Linked DNA regions of Mus musculus: regions 1, 2 and 3 are each linked to region 4. A link is a contact called in public Hi-C and promoter capture Hi-C data. All regions are on one chromosome and are shown on one strand. The core of a region is the stretch at or near the end of the contact, and the rest is flanking DNA. Distances in the headings are between cores, read along the strand shown. Region 1 holds the start of Zfp36l2 (zinc finger protein 36, C3H type-like 2). Region 2 overlaps Gm19689 (predicted gene, 19689). Region 3 overlaps Thada (thyroid adenoma associated). Region 4 holds the start of Kcng3 (potassium voltage-gated channel, subfamily G, member 3).

The links. Promoter capture Hi-C pulls out the DNA fragments that hold promoters and counts their contacts. A called contact is a pair of places that touch in the nucleus more often than the background predicts.
Region 1: a promoter capture Hi-C map of embryonic stem cells shows a contact between it and region 4. The contact joins the promoter of Zfp36l2 here to the promoter of Kcng3 in region 4. A contact is called at or near these places in 2 of 39 promoter capture datasets (the HPC-7 cell line, HPC-7-derived erythroid cells and embryonic stem cells), 2 of 484 Hi-C or Micro-C datasets (embryonic stem cells and palatal mesenchyme) and 2 of 115 datasets of contacts at active chromatin or transcription factors (embryonic forebrain and memory CD8 T cells).
Region 2: a promoter capture Hi-C map of pre-B cells shows a contact between it and region 4, with 5 times the contacts expected there. The contact joins the enhancer-like site here to the promoter of Kcng3 in region 4. A contact is called at or near these places in 17 of 39 promoter capture datasets (the 3T3-L1 cell line, 3T3-L1-derived adipocytes, the C10 cell line and 10 more), 1 of 15 datasets of contacts at CTCF or cohesin (large pre-B cells), 10 of 484 Hi-C or Micro-C datasets (ECoMG myeloid progenitors, the HPC-7 cell line, brown adipocytes and 5 more), 6 of 115 datasets of contacts at active chromatin or transcription factors (embryonic forebrain, embryonic stem cells, forebrain and 2 more) and 1 of 9 other capture datasets (embryonic stem cells).
Region 3: a contact with region 4 is called in a Hi-C map of cortical neurons, with 2.8 times the contacts expected there. The contact joins the enhancer-like site here to the promoter of Kcng3 in region 4. A contact is called at or near these places in 10 of 39 promoter capture datasets (the 3T3-L1 cell line, the HPC-7 cell line, HPC-7-derived erythroid cells and 6 more), 1 of 484 Hi-C or Micro-C datasets (cortical neurons), 1 of 115 datasets of contacts at active chromatin or transcription factors (double positive thymocytes) and 1 of 9 other capture datasets (adipose tissue).

What each region holds. Positions count from the first base shown.
Region 1 is chr17:84,186,420-84,190,608 of GRCm38.p6, reverse strand. Zfp36l2 (zinc finger protein 36, C3H type-like 2) reads left to right here and starts at 2,662. Exons shown (of 2, transcript NM_001001806.2): 1 at 2,662-2,965; 2 at 3,453-4,189. The coding sequence starts at 2,915. It overlaps Thada (thyroid adenoma associated), which reads left to right. Exons shown (of 38, transcript NM_183021.3): 38 at 1-553. It also overlaps a transcript of Gm36279 not described here.
Region 2 is chr17:83,048,900-83,052,969 of GRCm38.p6, reverse strand. The region is part of intron 2 of Gm19689 (predicted gene, 19689); the gene reads left to right. Among named protein-coding and RNA genes, the nearest start is that of Gm19689, 27 kb to the left of the region's middle. Within about 2 kb of position 2,634, at least 15 of the 459 cell types and tissues checked have an H3K27ac peak or open chromatin away from gene starts, as enhancers often do.
Region 3 is chr17:84,418,087-84,422,062 of GRCm38.p6, reverse strand. The region is part of intron 21 of Thada (thyroid adenoma associated); the gene reads left to right. Among named protein-coding and RNA genes, the nearest start is that of Gm24722, 29 kb to the right of the region's middle. RefSeq lists an enhancer at 1-343. Within about 2 kb of position 1,957, at least 130 of the 459 cell types and tissues checked have an H3K27ac peak or open chromatin away from gene starts, as enhancers often do. A contact at or near this core is called in the HPC-7 cell line, cortical neurons, double positive thymocytes and 1 more, where this site is marked.
Region 4 is chr17:83,629,085-83,633,426 of GRCm38.p6, reverse strand. It overlaps Kcng3 (potassium voltage-gated channel, subfamily G, member 3), which reads left to right and starts at 1,532. Exons shown (of 2, transcript NM_153512.1): 1 at 1,532-2,464. The coding sequence starts at 1,809.

The sequences.
Region 1 (4,189 bases), core at 1,413-3,912, 560 kb before region 4:
CTGCAGAGACGCTGACATTTCACATGTAATTGGTCTCAGAAGAAAACCATCCTGCACCACAGAAACACGGCTGTGCTGGAGTAGAGACCTGTACGCAGGGAGAGGGAAGTCAGGAGCTGTGTCCTTCCTGGCCATGAAGAGGAACAGAAATCCCCTGGGTGGTCTTAGAAACACTCAGCACCCTGGGGTCTGTGTGGCCCTGTAGTAATTACCTAGTTAGGCAGTGCAACCCACTGCTGATGAAAAATTGAAAACCTAACATTGTTTAGTTTGTTTTGGGCTTTGCTTTTAGTTTTCTGAGTCAGGCTTGCTATTTACACTAGGCTGGCCTCAAACTTGTGTTAATCCTCCTGCCTTTGCCTCCTGAGTGCCAGGATTCCAGGCATACACCACTATACCCAGCATTACACTACTTTAAGATCTAGTTGGTGAGAGGGGCTGGTGGTGACAACCTTGGGAGATTAATTCTGAACAGGACCCAACCTTCCCTCTCCCCTTCCATCTAAAATGAAATAAAAGCAGTTACATGACAATAAAACCATCTCACATTGGCAGGCATGCTGTCCCAAAGCATGTTTCAGAGCAGGCTTATGTTATCTCCAAGTCCATCCTACCAAGTCTGCCATTAGCTGGGACTTACCCCAGACTTGGATCTTGGCTGGCTGTGGCCAATCTGGGAGGACAGGAGGGATGGATGGCTCCACAGGTGGGCTTGTATCTGCAATCCTGCTAGCAGTAGCTAGGGGAACGACTGCTGCATGCTTTCCTGAGAGAAACCAGGAAAACCTTAGTCACAGCCTCATGCTTACATTTGGGGTCCTTTCAGCCACAGAACCCAGCAGTAATAGGGGCAAGAGCAACGTGGGTGGGAAGAGTGAAGCAGCCATCTTCCCTAAGTCACTACACTTGAGGGTCCTAAGATCTGGGTGGCCCCTTGCTCAGACCACAGCCAAAAGCCAGTTTGCTTTAATATATAAGATGGTGAGGGCTTTGTTCCTTTATAGGGGTATGGTCTCACTCTCACACTAAGCTGTGCAAGGCTAGCCTAAAACTCACCACAGTTTGTGATTAGTGCTAGGACTATAGGCATGAACCACCGTACCCAACCCACTCAGCACTACGTCCAAGACACTACAGTCTTCTGGCAGCCATTGGCTCTACCTACAGGGGCAGCATGCACTGCAGTGTGGCCAAATGCACCTGGACTCAGGAGCCTTTGAGTGACAGATCTACCTCCTTAGCTTCAAGGTTAACTGATACAGCCCAAGTGCACACTGGACTGGGTCAACCAGACAGGAAGAGCAACATGGGAAGGATGTAGTTGGTCAAGCAGCCTTCTCTGGCAACTACTGGGCCTTCCACCCAGGGCAACCCGGACTGCCAGCTGGGTGAATTCATGGGCCCAACTCCAGCTTTTGGCAGCCAGTATGAAGTGTAGGGATAAAGGGTTCTGGACCTGACCAGATGGGCCTCACGGGGTGGGGGTGGGGGTCGCTAGGTGTGTGGAGGTGTGTGTGTGTGAGACCCCTCTCAAAAAGAGCCAGGGGCCTTCTGGGACTGCTTTTTCCATGGAAAGCTGGTAGGAGTTGCACTAAAGGCAACCGAATGAGGACCTCTTTCCCCCAACCTGGGTGGTGGTTCAGCAATCACCGCCTCGCCTCCGGCAGCTCACACAAAGCTTAGATTCAATGCCGCGCCTCCCACAGCAGAAGGAGGAAGGTTGCAGGATTCGACAGGCCAAGGCTGTACAGGCGGGAAGCCTTGGCTAGGAGCTGCACCCACATCCCCGAGAGGAGGCCAGGCCAACCAGCAGGCACAAAGGTGAAGGAAGTGACTTCCTCTATGTCCACACTGCTCCTCCGACTTCCCTCTAGTCCCCTGGAATAGGCTTTCCCGCCCCGGACACCCCGCGCCACTCGGCGCCTTTGGCCCAGGCTCAAGGTCTTGTGATGTGATTAGCAAAGCCAGCGCCTTGTCCTCAGACACTCGGCTCTGCCCCACAGGCCGCAGCGCTCAAGTCCTGTTTACTGAGCCTGGGCGGGGAGAGGGGCGGAGAAACGCGCCAATGCTCCTCCAGGCTGGCCGCTCCCGCCCCCACCCCTACTGCGTCTCCACGTGCAGCCGGGCCGGAGCTGCCACCTACGGGACAGGCCGCGACCCCCGTTCCTAGTCCCAAGCAACTTGGCCAAGCGCACCATTGCTGTTTTGCTGTTCCCGCGCGCGGAGCAAAAACTAGGATGGGAGATAAAAGCTGCGCCAGTCGGCCCAGCCGGATCGGGCGAGGAAAGGCACGTCCCGGGTAGCCCCGTCCTGGGCAGATAGAACGTGTACGTGCTTTCCAACGTTATACTCGTAGAGGCGGAGGAGAGCGAGGTATTCCCGCCGCCGCCACCCAGCAGGACCCAAGGGGGCCGCACGCCCCACGCCGCTCGGGACGCCCAGGCTGCCCGCCCCTCCCCTCCCCTCTCCTCCCCTCCCCCGAAGGGGAAAAATTGGCGGCGACCAATGAGAAGCCGAGAAGGAGCCTGACGTCCGCGGGCTGGCGGGCGGCGTTGCCTGGAGACCCCGGCCGGTCAGCGTTCAGTCCCCTCCCCCGGTGCGCTTTGCCCCGCCGCCGCGCCGCTCCGGGGCTGTATAAAGGGCGCACGCTCTCAGGTCTCCGAGTTCCACCAGTCCGCGAGCTGCCGACGGCTCGGGCGGGGGGCGGGCCGGGGCGCCGAGCTGCGCTCTCGCTTCTCCTCTGCCCCCCACTCCGCGCCACGGCCTCCCGCCGCCGCTTCCTCGGCCGCACAAGCACAACTTTCCGTCCCTCCTTGGCCCTCGCCCGTTATTCATCTTGGTTCGAGTCTCGCCGTACCGAGGGCACCTCCCAACCTCCACGCTTGCAATTTCGACCATTACAGGACCCAGAAAAATGTCGACCACACTTCTGTCACCCTTCTACGATATCGACTTCTTGTGCAAGGTAAGCAGGCAGCCGGAAAGGATGGCGGACGGCCTGGAACCCTTTGGAGTTCCGAGACTTGCCGCCGGGCCGGGCCGAGGCGGGAGGGACCCTTCCAAGTTGACTTTGCGGGTGGAGGGAAGTCCTGGAGTTAGCAGGACTGTGTGCTTGCGACTGTGGGCGTGGAGAGAGCGAGTAGCGGCTGGAGCAGCCGTGCTCCTCCCGAACCGACCGCGGCCACGCTGCCGGGACTTCCCGGACAGCGTTTGCGCCGCCCACCCCGTGGCCACGGGCCCAGGATCACATGGCTAGACCCGGAGCGGCCGGGGTGGGCGTCCTCCACTCTCTCCGGCCTGCGTTTTGCGAGTGTAGCGGTGGAGGCTGAATCGGATCCCACCAGAAACCCCAACAAGTGGGCAGTTGGGACTAGGGCGTTCACTCTGCAGTTAGCCCCGACTCTCTTCCCCATCCGATTTTCATCCCGCTCCCGCTCCCCTCCCTTTGGCAGACGGAGAAATCCCTGGCAAACCTCAATCTGAACAACATGCTGGACAAGAAGGCGGTAGGGACGCCCGTGGCTGCTGCCCCCAGCTCGAGCTTCACTCCGGGCTTCCTGCGACGCCACTCCGCCAGCAACCTCCACGCGCTTGCCCACCCTGTGCCCAGTCCGGGCAGCTGCTCGCCGAAGTTCCCGGGCGCCCCTAACGGCGGCGGCAGCAGCTGTGGCCCCGCAGGCGGAGGCGGTCTGGCCTCCTACGGCCAGCTCAAGGAGCCTTCGGGGGGCAGCGGCACGGCGCTGGTCACCAAGGAGAGCAAATTTCGGGACCGCTCGTTCAGCGAGAACGGGGAGCGCAGCCAGCACCTCCTGCACCTGCAGCAGCAGCAGAAGGGGGGCAGCGGCTCCCAGATCAACTCCACGCGCTACAAGACGGAGCTGTGCCGGCCCTTCGAGGAGAGCGGCACGTGCAAGTACGGCGAGAAGTGCCAGTTCGCGCACGGCTTCCACGAGCTGCGCAGCCTCACCCGGCACCCCAAGTACAAGACAGAGCTGTGCCGCACCTTCCACACCATCGGCTTCTGCCCCTACGGCCCGCGCTGCCACTTCATCCACAACGCGGACGAGCGGCGGCCCGCGCCGTCGGGGGGCGGCGGCGCCTCCGGGGACCTGCGAGCGTTTGGCGCACGCGACGCGCTACACCTAGGCTTCGCCCGCGAGCCGCGGCCCAAGCTGCATCACAGCCTCAG
Region 2 (4,070 bases), core at 1,385-3,884, 580 kb after region 4:
AGAAAGTGACAGAGTTGATTAAAGCCATGGCAAATCAGGGCCATGAAGAAAGGTTAAAGGGATGGCAGCTCTTTAGCCTGGAGAGGGGTGGCGTGGAACAGTTCCCATCAAGTCTGTGCAGAGTGGTTAGTAGATGCATGCAAGTCAGCAGCCCCACTTAGCCACAGATCTAGGGATGACAGCACCCCCAAGCTGGCCAGGCACTTTTGTGGGGTGGAGGCAGGCTGCTCTGGAGACAGGCGGAGGCATAATTATAAAGGTTCTTTTGTGGTCTCTGAAGGCACTTCTCCCCTCCCCTTTGTTTTCTGCGTCTGTCATGATGTCGTGCAAACCGCAGCCAGGCCCTTTGACAGCACCAATATCTGCTCCCCTACACACTTGGAAGGTGATGTGGCTATAAATTTGACAAGTTAGATAAATGCCAGTACAAAGGGGAGACTGTGTTTAGTATGTCGAACCTTGTGACTGGCCTCATCCCCCAACCAGCATGAATCTTCCTTTCTCCATCACCTCCTGCCTTCTCTGGTCTACCTGGTTCCTGATCAAGTCCAGGAGTTCTTATCTGCCCTGCGTCCTTCCCTCATCTGTCACTCTGACACTTTGAAAGGTCTTCCATGTCTTCGAAGGTCAGACATGCTTTATCTCACTTTGTTGTTGTTGTTGTTGTTGTTGTTGTTTAAAACTTGGAGACAGTTTCTCTTTTTGCTAGGTCAAGCTTTTCCAGTCCCATGGCCAGGCTGCCATAGTATATACACAGGCCAGCAAGGCTCAGTTTTTCCTGGGACAGACCTGGAGACCTTTGGCCTAAGTCTCCTCAGATTCCCATTAAAGCAACGAGAGGTTACTCTGATTCTCAACTGAGAATGGAAAGGAATAAGGCCATTGAAGGAAGCAGATTCCTCATGAGCCATTCACCATAGACTTCCATCCTAGCATTGGGCTATGATCAGGTGGGGGGCTGGGCTGTCCAGAGCTAAAGTGCATCTTGTTTCAGTCCTGCTACTGAAGAATTGAGAGCATCAGCAAACTTCACCTGACGTGAGTATGATCTCTGGAGCTGACTCCAAAGGCCGCCTGCCCACCAACTTCTTCAGGAAGCAAGGAATGTAGACCTCCCTGTCTGCCATTTCACCACACCAGAGACCACATTTGCCGTGGCAAGCTCATCTCAAAGGCCAAAGATGTCAACAAGGGTGGGGCTGAGGCCTGGGGATAGACATGGGCAGAGACGACTCAGTCAAGAGCCCCAGGGGTGCTCTGTGCTCTTCTCCCTGTAGCTGTGGGGACAGGCAGAAGGGAGGTCTGGCTTGCACACTTTAGGATTCTGCAGCCTGCAGCTCAGGGATGACACCCACCAGCATAAGGTGCTCAAGGAGACAGGCACATGGACCTGCTTGCCATGCTGGAGCTCCGATGACCTCTCCTCGAAATACATGGAGCTGCCACGGAGACAATTTGTTCTCAGTGTGAGTTATCAGATGGAATGATGGAGCCAAGAAAGAGGCCGTGCAGGTCTGGGCTACTGAGATCTGGACATTCCTCATTTTACTGCATAGCCAGTGTCCCTAGCTCTGGCTGTCCCCTGTTCTTGGCAGTGACCAGTTGGAGAGGGATTAGATGGCTCGGGCTGCATTTACCTTGGTGTGCTGCTGCCTCTCTTGACGGTGTTGCTAGTCACCTTCTTCCTCTTCCTCTTCTTCCTCTTGCTCCTGATCTTCTTCTGCTCCTTCCTACCATGAGCACTGGGCGGGGGTGGGCAGGGGTGGGTGGTGGTGGTGGTGGGGTGGGTGGTGGTGGTGGGAAGCACAGGCATCCTTGAATCTGCAAAGAGGCGTGTCCATCTCCATGCTCCATTCTGCTGGAAAACCCAGAACAATTCCTATTATTTTCGGTTCCCAGACCTTGAATGTGTCAGGCTTCAGGTTCACTTCCTACGTCTCTCTCCGGCGCCCGGATCTGCAAGTAATTTAACCTTGTTTTTATAGAGCGCAAAGACGTTCCGCTTGTTTACACTGGAGACAAATTTTCCTCAATTGACGCAATCCTATTGATGAAATAATGACTTTCTTCCTCATTTAAAGGTAATTTTGGCTGGTGTCATGACTTGCAGGAGAAAGTGAAAGGCCCCTGTGTCCTGCTGAGTGAAGGGCAGGCTCCCAGGGCTCCAGGCTGAGGCTTTCTCTCACCTGTTCTGAAGCATCTCAGGCGGTCCAGGGAGGCTGGTGCCCAGACCAGAGGAGTTGGCTAAACAGCCAGTCCTTGATTAGGGAAATCAGAAAGCAACCTTGACTGGGTAATGAATGCCAAGGTTGGGCAGGATAGATGTACTTTGTATCAACAATGCCTTGATTAATTTCCAGATTCTTAGCATCTAATCAGCTAGGGCCTTCACTTCCACTGTGGGTGTTTTTTTTTTTTTTTTTTTTTTAAGGTCACATCACATGACAGCCAGGACATGCTATTTTGGTCAAGGATTTAAAATCAAAGAGATGGAGCAGAGTGTCAGGGCGAATGACGGGGAGCTGTGCACAGAGAAGGGGCACACGGATGGGGCCGGGGAGATCTTGGCTTCCTCTGGGCCTAGGTACTCAGGAGAGAGCAGGGAGAGCCAGGTCCAGTGACTTCTGAGACCTTCTCCCTTCGGTTCTGTGACGCAAGGAAACCAAGAGGCCTCTGTTCATTCTCGCTTCCGTTCCGGGTCCTTGGGCTGTGTATTTTGATAAAGATAAGAGCAGAGGACATACGGGGGGATGGCCCTCTTCCATTACTTTCCAGTGAGGCTGGGACAATGCATTCTGTGTTAGTAGTGCTGTTTGAGAACTAGATATCCTCATATGTTCTAGGGCTCTTGGGGGTTGGAATGTATATTATGCAATAACTTTTAAAATACTTTAGTAGAAGCTTGGGTTGTAGCTCAGGGCTAGGAGGCTCGTTTCGCATGGGTAAGGTCTATCTAGGTTCGATCTACATCACTACAAAAACATTTTAAGAAAAAAAATAATAACTTGTAAACACTTGGGGATGTATTTCTAAAAGCAAACCAAGAGTATCATAGGTACTGTGGCCTCACAGTACCTAAGTGCTGGTGGCTGGAGTGTTTTAGGTTGTTTAGGCTGTTGCAGACACTAGCAAGGCATTCCATGGTTTTCTCTTCGCCAGAAGTTAGCAGGCATTTTTGTGAAGAAGCTAGAGAGTAAATATTTCAGCCTCTTCGGACTAGAAGGCTGTAAGCACCAGGATACAGCCTGTTAGAGGCAACATGTAAATGCGTGTGGCTGCTTTCTGATAAACTTTATCTGTGGGCATTGGAATTTCATATTCTGCTTATGGGTCACAAGGTGTTCTTCTCTTGATCTTGTTGGTCACTTATATTGTAAAATTATATTTTTTCTCCTCATAAGTGATGAGCTAGATTTGGCCAGTTGATAGGAGATCTGTTCTTTAGGATAGTCCTTTAAGGAGGGACCATTAATGGACAATGCAAATCAAGGCTTACTTAAAGTAGAATAAGAGCTAGAATATTACCTGTTTTTTTGGATAAAAGGTCTCTTGCATCCCAGGCTGGCTTCAGACTCAATGTGCATCATCATGCACAGTATGCTGGGGTATCAAGGCCAAAGCTTCGTGCATGCTAGGCAAACAGCTTACCAACTGGGCTACATTGTTAGCCTAAGCAGCTAATCTTGTCTACTCGCTTGAACTTTTCAGAGACGTCAAATGAGACTGGTAGACTTGGAGACTTGGTTCCTTATTTTTAATGGCCATAAAAAAGAGGTGCTTCCTAGAGATTCAGATTCAAAACATCCCAGCAAGATGGGTCCCTGACCATGCTAGGAGATCTCAGGCTGGCTTAGGAGTTGTACAGGACAATGGCTTTAAAGGGCATTGGCTGGGAGGAAATATGAGAAACGTGTTCTGTGAGTGTTGAGTTGCAATGAGGCTAAGATCCCCCCTTGTTTGTTGGGAGCAGGGGGACGTCAGGTTGGCACCTCCGTAGGTTGGAGTCCAGGCTGAAGGAGGATAAGGAAGCCAGCCATGACTCTACTCTCCTCCCAGTCTGTGGTTGGAGT
Region 3 (3,976 bases), core at 708-3,207, 790 kb before region 4:
CCTGCTTCTGGCCGAGGAATCCAGATTAGCTATTTCACTAGTGTGAATGCCCCATCTCCTTACGAAGTAAACACAGGCTAACATCCTTTGACTTGTCAACTTCTCTTTTCAAGGACAAATTAAAGGAATGCATTTTGCTTTTGATTATAAATGAGAAAGGCTTGGAAGTTCTCTATGAAAATTATTATGCCTTGACTCCCTCCCCACCACACCCAAAGTTTATATATTATAATGAAATTATGTGGAACAGCTATGTTAAAATTGAGAACTAATATAAAGAAAAAAATTTAGAAGAAACTAAAAATAGCAACTACACAAACTTAGAATCTGAAGAATTCTCCCGTGACTGCGCGTCAGTGAAGAGACTCCTGCCCACTAAGAGAAGCACCACTGTCGGACGAGCTGCCTGGTCTTCCACATGTGACGGGCTTTTACATGATAGCCTCATAGGAAGCGGAGAGAAGACATCACAGGCTTGGGGAAGGGTGGGGTGTAAGTAATTGCTGCGTGCTGACTCAAACTGGTCTCTGTGAAAACCTTTATTCTCAGTTTTGTTGGCTTTTAAACCACTGTCTTAGCTTAGGAACATTTAATCCATGAAATGCTGCCATCCAGAAAGTAATGCCATTTACATTACTATAGGATTTCTGTTTTTCTGAACATAAAATTGCTTCTTTAAAAAATGTTTTTTTTATTTAAATATTTCAGATTTGATTATTTTCTGGGTGTTTGCTTGCATAGAACTATGCATCAGAAGTGTGCGCTGTGTCTGTGGAGGCCAGAAGAGGGCACCAAATCCCCTGGAACTGGAATTCCAGATGGTTGGGAGCCACCATGTAGATCCTGGGGACTGACCCCTGGGTCCTCTTACCAGAGCAGCAAGTGCTCTTGACAGCTCGTCTAGCTCTTCGTCATATTGACTTTTGAGACACTGCCTTGTTATTGAGCCCAGGCTGGCCTTCCAAGTACTCGAACCACAGCAGGTTCTAAATTCTGCTTTTATAAATAAAAAGTGATTGCATATATTTAATACTTTCAAGAATTAGTTTGTATCAGGGTGACTGGCTGTACCTAAGGTAAATCTGCACATTCTTGGTGCCAAGAACATAGTCACTTAGCAAAGCTACCTTTGCTGTACATGCTGACAAAACCCACCAACCTGAGAGGTCACCACTTAGATAGGTGAGTGTGAACCTAGCCGACTTCTCTCTGTAAAGCTAAAACAGCAGCAGTCAGCCTGAGTCTCCTTCTCACCTCCCTCTTACGTTCTGGGGGTCCTGCTTTTGTTCTCAGATCACCCTGCTTTCTGACCTTGGTTAAGGCTGACTACTCAAGGAGCGCACACAGGAGGATGATTATAACCACGGCTGACAGGAGGCAGGAGGACAAGTTGGGGACTTTGTTGCTATATGGAGAGGAGAGCTGGTGCTTATTTTCAATTCTGAGTTTTTAATGCTTGGTTCATTGAAGGCGCTTTGCTGTGATACTCCCCAGCTCCCTTCAGTATGAGGAAATGGATTCATTACCTGGGCTGACAAAGATCCCAAAGCTAATTTCTGCCTCTGTCCTTCCCCTCATGGGTTCGCGTGGCACAGTGCTCCCTTTGTTCTGAGTGACTCACTTAGGTTTTCTTTAAGGTGATTTCCCCTTCCCCTTCCCCACACCAGCTCTCTCAAGGCATGAAAGATAACTTTCTACTGGAGTTTTGACTACCTGATCCTTCCTATAGAGCATTTCTTGTGAGGCAGTGTGCTCTCCCAGCTTCTTCAAGAGGAAATTGTTCCCCTGGTGGCAGGTCTGACTGTCCTGCTCTGTAATCACACAATGAAAGGTTCTTTTATAGTGTCCTGCGCTGGTGGCAGAGATAAAGCTGCTTTGAGGGCTGTAAGCTGAGACCCTTCAAGAGTGAGCAGTGCACACAAGCTTATCTCAGTGTTTCCTGACTCACTGGTGTGTGTCTAGGTTTCGAGCTTGCTGCTCTGCTGACAGACCTGCTGGATATTTTGTTGGCCCTCTTTCCAGTGTGATGCTGATACTGATCTTTAAATGCCTACTGAGGTTTTAAAATAACTTCTGTGTTGAATATCAATTTCTCTGTAGATTCCACCTAGTGTTTCTAAAAACAGGCTTTTGGGTACGTTTTCTTCACACTTGCTTGCGTCACACTCTGTAGTAGTTGTTCCCACAGAAACCCTGTGAGGAAGTATTGCCAGCTGGTAGAACCTTCTGCTTCAGATTCTGGTGATGCGTGGGTGATCGGGGTCCTTGATTGGCTGGGTGCATTTCCTCTGTTGTGTCATTATTTAATTTTTTTGTGATTGATTACAAACGGAATTCACTCATTAGTATTCATAAGTCACAAAGGAATTGCCTGTTTTATTTTGTTTATATTAGATTTTAGAAATTATGAGTATATTGAGCTCTGATGAGTAGAAGTGTTAACTTTTAAACTTCAGGAGAGACCACATCATTTAGTCGCCTGTTTACTGACTGTTTTACTGCATGGGTGTTGTGGGAACACAGAGAAGACTCAGATGTGGTTTTCTGATCACCCAGAGCTGAGTTATGCAGCGAAGCAGTGCCTCACTTGGAGAACCCAGGCCTGAAGGGTAACAGTCAGACGGTCTGTGCTGAGCATTTGCTAGAACAAGGAAAATAGACCTTCTGGTAAGACGGTGTCTGCACACCAGAAAGCCTTTATAATGATATAGAGGAACAAAGCTTAGATTTTGAAGAAATTCTCATTGTTAGTAAGAAATGATTATAATGGAGCAGGATTGCTTTTAAACATAGTCATTTTATTAGGCTTTAAGTCCTGTGGAGCGTCTCATGTAAACAAAATGGAATTAGAGTCTTCCAGCTGGAGACAGTCCCAACATTATAAGAAATGGTTCTGTTTTAAACTCGGAATTTAAATTAAGGCTTACTATTTTATAGTATACTGTCAAACCAAAATTAGACATTTATAGACTGCTAGTTTATCTGATGGTAAGCTATAGATGCCTGGAGACATAGCAAGTAGCTGTTCTCCCCTGTGGACTTGTGACCTGTAAATCTGTAAAACATTGCTAATTTGCTTTAGGGTTTTATAAAAAGTCAGAAGTAGAATATGTTAAATTTAAAGGGCAGTGTCATGTTTAATTTTAAGATTAGAAATCAGTATCTTCTTTTTATTTCACTTTAGCTTTGGTTTCCTTCAGGGTCCCTGAGAGCTGTGTATGCTGGCTTGTGCCTGTAATCCTAGTACTTGGAGGCTGAGGCAGGAGGATCATCAGAGAGTCAAGGCCAGCTTCAGCTATGTAGTGAGTTTCAAGCCAGCCTGAACTGTAAATGAGACCCTGGCTCAATTAAATATAATAATAAAATATCCGGGGAGAATTTTTGTTTTTTTCCTCGAGATAGGGTTTCTCTGTATAGCCCTATCTGTCCTGAAACTCACTTTGTAGACCAGGCTGGGCCTGAACTCAGAAATCCACCTGCCTCTGCCTCCCAAGTGCTGGGATTAAAGGTGTGTGCCACCACCACCCGGGGAGAATTTATTTTTTATGTTAAAGTTTGTTTGTTTGTTTGTTTTTTTAAAAAAACTGGAAAATAACACTTTTTGACCCTTAGAAACTCAGTTTCTAATGAAATGCTTATATTTTCAGATGACCTTTTCATTTTAAAAACGAAATTGAGAAGTTTTGGGTTCAGTGCTTTCTGCCAGGGTTAATCCCTGGGACCCATGTAGTGGAAGGAGAGAGTGGACTCCCACAGTCTGTCCTCTGACCTCCATTGGCACCCCATACACATACATATACACCAATGAATACATTTGGTTTCTGACCATTTCTTACCACTGTTACCTGCTTTCTGATGCTATGTGTCACCTTGTTCTGGTTATCTACTGAGAGGGTGTCAGCAGGTGCTTGTGTTTTGCTAGGGTTGTGGTCTGCTGGAGAAGACCACCCACCAGGCAAACGTGGGACTGCTTTAG
Region 4 (4,342 bases), core at 283-2,782:
CTTAGAACTCCCGTTGTTCCAGCCAGACAAATGCATTAGCTTTCTTTACAGTCGCTAATCTTTCACATCTGGCATTTGCTCCCCCGGAGTCCCTGGCTCCTTCTGCCAGCACCTCCTTCCATTCCGTATTGAATTCACTTCCTTCAGGATGTTTTCCTTGCTTAGTAGCTACTTAGCAGATAAATAACTCTTGTTTTTGAGCTTTTAATCACATTAAGTGCTTAAAAAAAAATGATCCAAGTCTAGGGATAAACAGCTTATGGAGATTTTCATTCTCTAAGAACCACCCAGGGTGACTTTGTCAGAAAGAGAACTCAAATTTGCAGGCGGCTGTTTTCACTAACATCTATCCGAGAAGCAGAGCAAATGACTCCTTATGGTGACCTCTAGCGGGCACGGGGCAGTCCTACAAAATTAGGAAAGTGGAGGGGGAAAGCAAAACCCTTCCCCAGGTACTCCATGGTCACAGGAGCCCATCTCACCCCTCCACCCTCCCTATTCATTTTTATTTCCAGGGTTTGTTTTGCATCTAACGCCGTCTCCCTTATATATAACTCACCTGTTTCTTGCCTTTGACGGGCTGGGTTGCCGGTGTCGGATGTGTAAACTGCTGTTTAAAATAATGCCTGCCAAGTCGAACCCCACTCCACCAAGCCTTAACCCTGCCTCTGCATTTGAAGGCCGGTGCCGCAGTCGCACGGGGGTGCTACGGGGAGGGAAGGAGTGGACATCGAGATAGCATGAAAAGGAGAATGCAAGATCGAGGCAATAAGACATTCTGGTCTTGCCAGTGAAAGAAAATTCTCTCCAGACTGCTACCCGACTCCACCGGAGGCATCGTGAGAGCGGTGTAGGCGCCTTCTTAGGACCCCAAGGCTGGGAAAGATGGGGGACTAGGGCGAGTCCGTTGGCCCATGGCATCCCTCAGGGAGCAGGGGGTGGGGAGAGCTTGGTGCGCGGCCGCCTTCGGAGCGCACGGCACGTGGGGTGCCCCACGCGCGGAGAGGAAGCGCAAAGTCTGCAGGCAAAGCCGCGACTGGGTTGCCTGCTTTGAGAAATCCTTTGGGGCGGCCTTAGAAGCCGACCAGGGTTTCCAACAGTCTCTGGCAAAGGCTCATCCAGACGCCGTCTGCTCCCTACTTCAAACCTCGCACCTTGGTCCTCACCTCAGCACCCCTCCTTCCCTCCTGTCTCCTCCCTTCGGGGGACTCTTTAAAGGAGCCTGGGGGAGGTGTGTCCATCATCCGGATGGCCCCGGGGCTCCCCGCAGCTCGCATCACGCCCTGCGCACCCCTCCCGGCCACTGCGGGCGGGGGCGCACGGCGTCACGAGGCGGGGAGCCCGAGGTCCGGGGCGGGGCGCCGGGGAATCCCAGCCGGAGCGAGCCGGGAGGTGCGGGCGCGGGCGGGCAAGGAGGTGCGCGCGGAGGGAGCGGAGCGCGCGGAGCCGGCGGGCGAGGAGGAGGACGGCGAGGGAGGCCCCGCCCCCGCCTCCCGGAGCCCGCTCCTCGCCGCCGGAGCCGGCTCACTTTGCCTTTCGCCTCTGGACGGCGGCGGGGCTGCGTGCGCCGGGGACCGGGCAGACCTGCCCACGGTGCCTCGGCTAACGTTCGCCCTCTGGGAGACCGGCGCCACCTGGAGCTGCGGCCAGCCACCCGGATTCGGGAGGGCGAACCCGGGAGCGAGGGGCGGCGGCACTGACACCGCGGGGGACGCGGGCGGTGCGGGGCGCGAGCCCCGGGGGAGCTCGGGCCCCGACGGCGCGGCCTCCCCGTGCGCGCGGCGGGCAGGCCCCCGGGGCGGCCAGCCATGACCTTCGGGCGCGGCGGGGCGGCCTCGGTGGTGCTGAACGTGGGCGGCGCCCGGTACTCGCTGTCCCGGGAGCTGCTCAAGGACTTCCCGCTGCGCCGCGTGAGCCGGCTGCACGGCTGCCGCTCGGAGCGCGACGTGCTCGAAGTGTGCGACGACTACGACCGGGAGCGCAACGAGTACTTCTTCGACCGACACTCGGAGGCCTTCGGCTTCATCCTGCTGTACGTGCGCGGCCACGGGAAGCTGCGCTTCGCGCCGCGGATGTGCGAGCTCTCCTTCTACAACGAGATGATCTACTGGGGCCTGGAGGGTGCGCACCTGGAGTACTGCTGCCAGCGCCGCCTAGACGACCGCATGTCCGACACCCACACCTTTCACGCGGCAGACGAGCTGGGCCGCGAGCAGCCTCGTCCCGCCGGACCCGAGGCGGCCCCCTCCCGGCGCTGGCTGGAGCGCATGCGGCGGACCTTCGAGGAGCCCACGTCGTCGCTGGCCGCGCAGATCCTGGCCAGCGTGTCCGTGGTGTTCGTGATCGTGTCCATGGTGGTGCTGTGCGCCAGCACGCTGCCCGACTGGCGTGCGGCGGTTGCTGACAACCGCAGTCTGGATGACCGGAGCAGGTACTCCGCCAGCCCTGGGAGGGAACCCTCCGGGTAGGACGCACTGCTTTTTTTGCCCGTCCAGTCCGTCCAGTCCCGTCTATCCGTGCCGTCCGTCCGTCCGGTCTCCGTCCTGTCTGCCTGGCAGCTCAGCTAGGCTTTTTTCCTGCCCCAGGAGGTCCCTGGCGCTCCAGCCGAGGGGTGTGAGGAATCTATGGGTCCCCAACCCCGCCCCCTTTTCACAGGCGCAGCCTGTGGTTGTGCTTGGGTCTCACCTTTTAGAGTAAAACCTCCAGGCTTTGTGTTTTAGTTCTGACCAAATAGCAACCTGCTAATTAGATTTTCCAAACTTTTATTGCTAACACGCAATAATTTGCACGATGATTCAGTTTGAGCTAAGAGCTCTTTGAAATATGTGCCAGTACTGGTGGTGTTTGAAAAGATGAAGTCTCATTTCGGTGAAATGTGGTCTGCTTCAGTGCCCACACATTCTGCACACCCTGCTCCCGGCGTAATGTGTGCTGGGATGGAATCCGTATTATAAAGGAGGCTAATTTAGTGATAGACTCTGAATAATGGGTGCCTGTGCCCTTTTTCCTCTCTCCTTTCCGAGCAAGTGTGGACCTAGCAAATTCCTCTCCTCTGTGTGGCATTAAGGATTTGGAGTTTCATTCAGAGGGTCTTCAGTGTGGAGAAGAAAACAAAAACAGCTATTACCTTGGGAGAGAAGAAAAAGCGAAACTTCCCCAAACCCAGAAACAGGATTCGGTCATTGAAGTGTCTTCCCGCCTCCCCCCACTTTACTAGGATGAAAAGAAAACACTTTAATCTTTCCTGAGCTCATGCTTATCTCTTAATGGTGATAGCACTCTCCTGTTTTTAGAACAAGTGAGTTTATTTTGCATATTTGGTGGGAGGAATAAGCAGACTAAAGTTGGACTTTCCGAGCAGACAGCCATTTTGGGCATAAAACCCAAACTGTATATTCTCTTTCACCCTTTGTTTGATAACTCTTCTAGGAGCCTTCACCCATTCATTTTCTGCCCTAATTTTTTTCCCCCTTCACTTTCAAGTCAAGACCGTGTCCTGTAATCCTTTCCCGATGGGCCTGTGTGTGCTAGGGACTGTGGTAAGTGCAGACCCAGCAGCAGTGCATCCCTTCCTCTCTGTATGAATCCTAACAGTAACTACCGTGGACTGGAAGCACAGAGCCCATTGCCAGCATCCCATCTTGGCATGAAATCCAAGACCTGTGCTTTGAAAAGAAGAAACTTAGGAACGTCCTGTTTTGTGTGTTGGGTCGGGTCTCCACTTCACAGAGAGGGATCGATTCCTTGGTACTTCCTTGATACGATGAATTAACTTTCCTTTATAAATAAAGTGGCCTTGATAATATTTTTTTTTTGAAAGCATCATAGAAAAATGAGCCTCGAGTGACCGGCTTTGAAAGGACTCGTCAGTAACTGTAGACTTTGAAGGTTAGTGATGGACGGAGCTCATTAGCCAAGGCTACAGCAGCCCTGACTGATAGGTTTAGACTGTGAGGGAGTTGATTAAGGGGAGCCAAGAGAGTGACAGCCTTTCTGAAGGAGGGAGGGGGATTGGGGAGAAAGAGGGTTAGAGTAGAGCATTAGGGTGAACGCTAATTTAGATAGAAAGAGAAACTGAAGAAGCCCAGAAGGGAGGAGACAGATAAAACAGAGGCTGCAGAGGAAGTGAAGAAGATAGAGTAAGGCTCCGTTTGTGTATATGTATCCTAAGTATGTATATAATTATTCAAGTCAACCTGTTTCCTAGATACCCGGATATTTCAGGCATATGCATGTTTTTCTTGGCTTAATGGCCCGGTTTTAAGCTTCTTTCTATGAGTAGGTATAAGAAAGCCCGTATCTGTAATCCCAGATAAACCATGGCATGGCGGAATATTAAGGA